Linked DNA regions of Danio rerio: region 1 is linked to region 2. The links are chromatin contacts, called in public Hi-C maps. All regions are on one chromosome and are shown on one strand. The core of a region is the stretch at or near the end of the contact, and the rest is flanking DNA. Distances in the headings are between cores, read along the strand shown.

The links. Hi-C and Micro-C count contacts between places; a contact is called where the count stands out from the background.
Region 1: a contact with region 2 is called in a Hi-C map of an unstated tissue, with 2.6 times the contacts expected there. The contact joins the enhancer-like site here to the promoter of trim62.1 in region 2. A contact is called at or near these places in 3 of 18 Hi-C or Micro-C datasets (caudal fin, hematopoietic stem cells and an unstated tissue) and 1 of 4 datasets of contacts at active chromatin or transcription factors (caudal fin).

What each region holds. Positions count from the first base shown.
Region 1 is chr11:43,119,678-43,122,744 of GRCz12tu, reverse strand. All of the region lies in intron 16 of miip (migration and invasion inhibitory protein), which reads left to right. All of the region lies in intron 1 of LOC141376672 (a long non-coding RNA gene), which reads right to left. Among named protein-coding and RNA genes, the nearest start is that of tnfrsf1b, 13 kb to the right of the region's middle. Within about 2 kb of position 1,649, at least 6 of the 62 cell types and tissues checked have an H3K27ac peak or open chromatin away from gene starts, as enhancers often do. A contact at or near this core is called in caudal fin, where this site is marked.
Region 2 is chr11:43,067,948-43,071,017 of GRCz12tu, reverse strand. trim62.1 (tripartite motif containing 62, tandem duplicate 1) reads left to right here and starts at 1,505. Exons shown (of 6, transcript NM_001080674.1): 1 at 1,505-1,655.

The DNA.
Region 1 (3,067 bases), core at 400-2,899, 52 kb before region 2:
TCACAAACTTTGTGAACATATGGGTTTTCCCTCATCAGTGTGCAGTATTTCATCAGTGTTTAATCAGTGGTCAGCACTTGTTTTTGACTACAGTAAAGGGTAAATTTTCTATTGCTGAAAATACCTGCATAAAAAAGCCGGTAATCATTACAGTTTAAGGTGCAGTAGGTGACTGTCTTCAGAAACTTTTTTTGTTGTGCTGGTTGAAAGTCTCTTCACAATCCAATAGTGATGAATAAAGTAAATGTGTTTATATGTATTTTTATATTCTGGGTGACGCATAAAACTAATAAATGTTCTTCCAATTAAAATAGTATCGGGCTGATATCTCCCATAATTCTGTTAAGTAGTCCAAACTGTCAACAAAAGTAGATTTGCACAGCGGTTCACACAGACCCGCCGCATTCACGTGCACACGAGAGAGTGACAGCACTGACAATGCTGAATCAACTTTTTAAAATCCCGAATCAATATCGGAGTTAGTTTTGCACGCTGGAGGAAGGAGGACACCATGGCTGAAGTATTTCTGTTAGACAGGTAATGTTATGCTTTAAATCTATTTTAGTCCCCCAAAGCTGATGGAGAGTGTTTTCAAGTGTTGTTCAGTCATTGAAATCTTCATGCCATAGATGTGACTATTTTCAGTTCTATAAGGGACCTTTTACAGCATTGATAATGTTGATTTTATGTTCTTTTAATTTTTTTATTTTACATTTTGTTTTATTTTATTTTTACAAAAAATCTTATTGTAATTTTAATTTTTTTTACATTTTGTTTTATTTTATTACAAAAAATATTTTATTTATTTTATTTTTGTATTATTTTTATGTATTTATTTTTTTTACATTTTTTGTTTATTTTATTTTATTTTATTATTATTTTATTTGTATTTCATTTTCATTTAAATTTTTTTTTATTTGATTTTTTTTTATATTTTATTTATTTATTTTTATTTTTTATGTTATTTTATTTTTTATTTTATTTTGTTATTTTAATTTTAATTTTATTTTATAATACATTTTTTTACTTTATTTAAAACATTTTTTTATTGAATTAAAATAAAAAAAAATTCTATTTTATTTATTTATTTATTTAATTTTTTAATTCATTTCATTTTATATTTTATTTTATTCATTTTTATTTATTTATGTTTCTTTTATTTTATTTGCACTAGTATTTATTTGCACTATTTGTAGTAATTTCCGTTTATAGAAGTTTCATGGCAGAAAAATGACTCATGGTCTCATGATTAAATTACGACAAGCTACTCGTATTATCTCAAACTAACAATGCACAAGCCAGAAATATTTGGCAACAGTTTGTATAATTTTTATTGTTATCATCATTGTTCATATGTGATTAACTTCAATGGAGCAGAAAAATATTTCCTCAACATGAGTCACAGCACATCTTCGCGCCTCCTCCATTGTCTTAATTCCCATTTTCACTTCCTGTTCATTTGGGGTTTTTATTTTTTGCAACATTTGTTTTGGATTTCCTTCTCAAGTCAATTGCCAAGAGCCTGTAATAACAAAAACACCCAAACGATTAAATGCAACTTATGGTAAACTAAACAAAGAAACAGTGGAGGCATAACAGAGCATAAAGCAATGTTTTTACTGCTCTTGTTGGAGTTTGTGCAACACACACAAGTTTGGTTCCTGCTTCCTCTCTGTCTGAGACTATTTTAAAACTAACTTCTCATTTAAAGACCGCTTCAAAAGTCAGTGAGAAACAAAATGATGTCTTAAAATAGCTTAGGGTAAAGGTTAACGTGTCGTTTCATGCTTTGTGAAGAGCAAAGTCCCACAATGCATCACAGAATATACTTGCAATTAGTTGATACAGGCTTAAAAGGTGCTGTATGTAAGTTTTCTACACTTCTGAAGCATAAAAGGCTCTTAATGTGTTTGCGGATATTTAGGAATTATGCTAAGTGAACATACTTGTTTATATGAAAACGACTCTGAAGAAAAGTCAATGCTAAAGGAAAGTCATTTCACTCAGCGGCCATCTTTAAAACGCCTCTCAGGCAGTATACTCGGGCATTCTGTCTGAATGGGGAAACAGGTCCGGCTACAGATTGGAACTTTAGGGTGGGCCAAGTGACATTCCAGGTGGGCCAAAAAAATATAAATAAATAAATAAATAAAAATAAAAATAATAACATTGTTATGGTCAATTCATTTACAATTTAGTAACTACCCTTAAGAATTGTTCTTGCTATGATTTATTATTTCTATTCATTACCAAATCATCCAAAGCAGATTTCCCAAACAATAGAAAAACTGTTTATTTCCCTAAAAGTAAAACATTTAATCATTTATGTTTGGAAAAAAGCTGAATTATAAAAATTAAATATGCTTACAATAAGATTCTGGAAATAATTGCTGTTTTTAAAGAGTTTTATTCCTCACCTTTTTGAAATGTCAAATATACATGCAAAAGAATCACCCATATTGCTTTCAATGCCTACAATAATCTTTACTATAACTGTGACTAGTGTTGTCATGCAATTTTCCGGAAAGGTCTGTATGAGTGAACAGGTCCTTTTAACCGATAATTTACCCGATAACCGATATAATATAACCGATAATTTGCCGGAATGCTGCACTGTGTGAACGCAGAAGGAAGATTGCCGAAAAGAGCGTGTGCACGTCTAGAACGTGCTGACGTGAGACGTCTGCTTTAGCCAATCACAACAGTCAGATGCATTCACGTACACGCGGTTTATGGGAATAAAAGCTTTTGAATATTTTCCAAGACACATTTAGCTGCTAGATGTTAGTCAGATAACGTTTATATGTTCATCTTAATGCCAACTGTGTAAATAATCATCGATAAGATGCTTATGATAAGCCGCTGTTTGTTTACCTTCAACCTTGCATGTGCCCGTGAAACAGCCCGTGAGCGCCAGCACACACACATATCATGAACATCTCGACATGCGAAAGTGTTCTTCTGTATGTTTTCATCGAAGTTGTTCACAATACTGATTATCCAAAGAGTTTGTGATGTAGTGAAATGTTTACAAATACAAGCGCAGCCTTTTAGAGCTCTTTTCTGG
Region 2 (3,070 bases), core at 256-2,755:
ATGGACAATTTAGCTTACCCATTCACCTATAATGCATGTGTTTGGAAACTGGAGCACCCAGAGACAACCCACTCAATCATGGGGAGAATATGCAAACTCCTCACAGAAATGCCAACTGACCCAGCCGGGACTTAAACCAGCAATCTTCTTGCTGTGAGGCGACAGTGACTGCGCCAACAAACCGCTTTCAAAATAAAACTGTATTTTAATATTTATTATATGATGTAATATAAAATAATATTAAATACATAAATAAATGTAAAATAGTTTAGAATTAATAATTAACAATTTATAAATTAATAAATCAATTATTAATTTATTAATAATTTATTATTATTGCTGTTGCTTTCATTGTTATTGCAATTAATTGCAATATTAATTTTTATTTTTTTTTATTTTTATTCAACTTTTAATTTCTTTCCATTTATTTATTTTGGCAACCCCAGATTAATAAAGGGACCTAAGCCGAAAAGAAAATGAATGAATTATTATTTATTTTCAAAACTGTTTATTTTTTTTGCCCCAAACCTGGATTCGTTTTTATATATTGCAATATGAAAATCATTTATAAAATATGTATTTTTGGTCAAAATGGCTTGAGAAAAGTGCTAAGTTTTAAAAATTGTTCTAATCAGGTAAAGAAAAAAATAGTTGTGGGTTTGATCCTTGTGCAGCAAAAGTGAGAGCTGATAAAATGTGTACCTTCAATGCAATGTATGTAGCTTTGGATAAAGGCATCTGCAAAATGCGTGAATGTAAAATGTAAATGTTATATATCATAATATAAATGCATTCGTCCACAATAATAATGTTGTTGTTATTATTATTATTATTATTATTATTATTATTATTATTATTATTATTATTACTACTACTACACAAAACAGATATTATTATTATTATAACAGTTTTTATGATACAAAATAACAAAAATATAATAATAAAAGGCTTATAATACAAGCAAATTAGAATAATAAAACATTAATAATAGATAAAGGTGCGCAGAAATATATTAGAATGTTATATATTCTTATGGGATGTAGGACAAGCAAAAAAATAGCTTAAATTATAATGAAGTATGGTTTGACTTTGTGGTTTAAAACTGGTCCTTAATTTAAAAAGAACTTACCAGTATGCTGAACTCGTATAAAACCAATTTTGTCTTTACATTCGACCTACAAACACGCCAGCAGAGTGCGAGCAATCACTGATATTATCATATGCTCATTTCTGCCTGTGATGAGGAAGCTTGAGCTGAACCATCACAGCAACGGGAGGGATTTACCCTTCATCCGTGAAAAAATATCTTCTTAAATATGTCAAGAAATCAGCCCAGATAATCAACACATAGGGAAAATTAAATCTTTAATTAATTAAATTTATTCTACATATAATTATAATGACAGAGTTGTATCAGTCTACCCCCTGTGTGTGAATGTCCCTCCCCGTGTGCAGTTGGTTCGCTCCGTTGCTGTGCGCCTCTGGATCGAGTGTGGAGCAGTGGGATTGTGAAGAGCTGCGCGTGCGGTCGGTCGGTCGCTTCAGCTTTTGAAGGGTCTGACGTGATGAAAATGTTGAATTAAAACCACGACCCGCTCTCCTAATTATGTGACAGTCGGCTGCTTCCAGTGTACAACGCGCCAGGACCGTTTTGGGTAAGCGAATGAAGTCATAATGTCAGTTTTTTTGCACAAGATCGAATAGATGGAAAATCTGTTTACACATCCTGCTAGCTGGCTAATTATTTAGCAACCGGCTTTGATAAACAACACGATGAAGATAACGGGGAAAAGGGAGGAGGAATGGCTGAAAAGGTGTAATCTGAAACAGACAAGAGATGTTAGTAACTTTTGTTGAATTACCATGGTGTACGGAAGCTTTTCTGGTGTGTACACGGCTGATTTAAATGGACTTGGTGAGATCCAATTAAGTTTAGTGCAAGTCTATGGTGGCAACCTCAATAACCTGGTTTAGAGATTCATAGTTTTACATCTATTTCATTCGTTTCAGATCTTAAATTCTGTGCAGGTCGTGTTGAATATTAAAGGGATGTGGAGTGGCAAGTTGTATAAACTAACCTGTTTTATAATTAGTTTAATTATTTAACTATTCGGTTTATTGGTTAAATGGATGTGATATTTTCATGGAAGTCTTGAAAACCTGCACAAATAACAATAAGCAGAATAATGTTATGCAGAAAATAATAAAAGGTTATTAAAATCCAGAACTTAAGGTAATATTTGTAGAAGAAAAAAAGTGATGCAAACATCTGTTCATGTTGAATCTGTGCTTTATTCATTTATTTTTCTTTTATTCCATTTTTTTTTTTCAATCTACATACAAAAAAATCTTTAATTCTGATTTTACAGGTTTAAATGATAAACAATTATTCATGGCAATTTGTTCATTGTCCAGTAGGCATGAGCTGGTATACAGTAAGATTCTGACGGTATGATAACCTTGGATAAAAGTATCACGGTTTGACAGTTGTGCGATTACTGCTCTAAAATATATTCTTTTTAAATGTCTGGGAAAAAAAATAAAACTTTTCCCCCATTAAACACAATATATTTTAATTTGTTAAACATTTAAAATATTTTGGAGCAAAAACATGTCCGACTGAATAATGAAAATGAATCATTGACTTCTGCTGTCTTCATTTGTTTCAAAAACAAAGATTTCTTTACACCACTGATTTAAATTGACTTGGAGAGATCCAATTAAGTTTAGTGCAAGTCAGTGATGGCAACCTCAATAACCTGCTTTAAAGATAAATGGTTTTGCATGTATTTTATTCGTTTCAGATCTTAAATTCTGTGCAGGTCTTGTTAATGTTGAAGGGATGTGGTGTGGCAAACTGAATAAACTAACCTGTTTCATAATTAGTTTATGTATTTAATTGTTTAGTTTGTTCGTTAAATGGATGTGATAATATCATGGAAGTCTTGAAAACCTGCACAAATAACAATAAGTAAAATAATGTTATGGGGAAAGTAATGAAAGGTTATTAAAACCCTTAAAGTTAATATTTGAATAAAAAGTGATACAGTAATGAATTGCATCTATATTT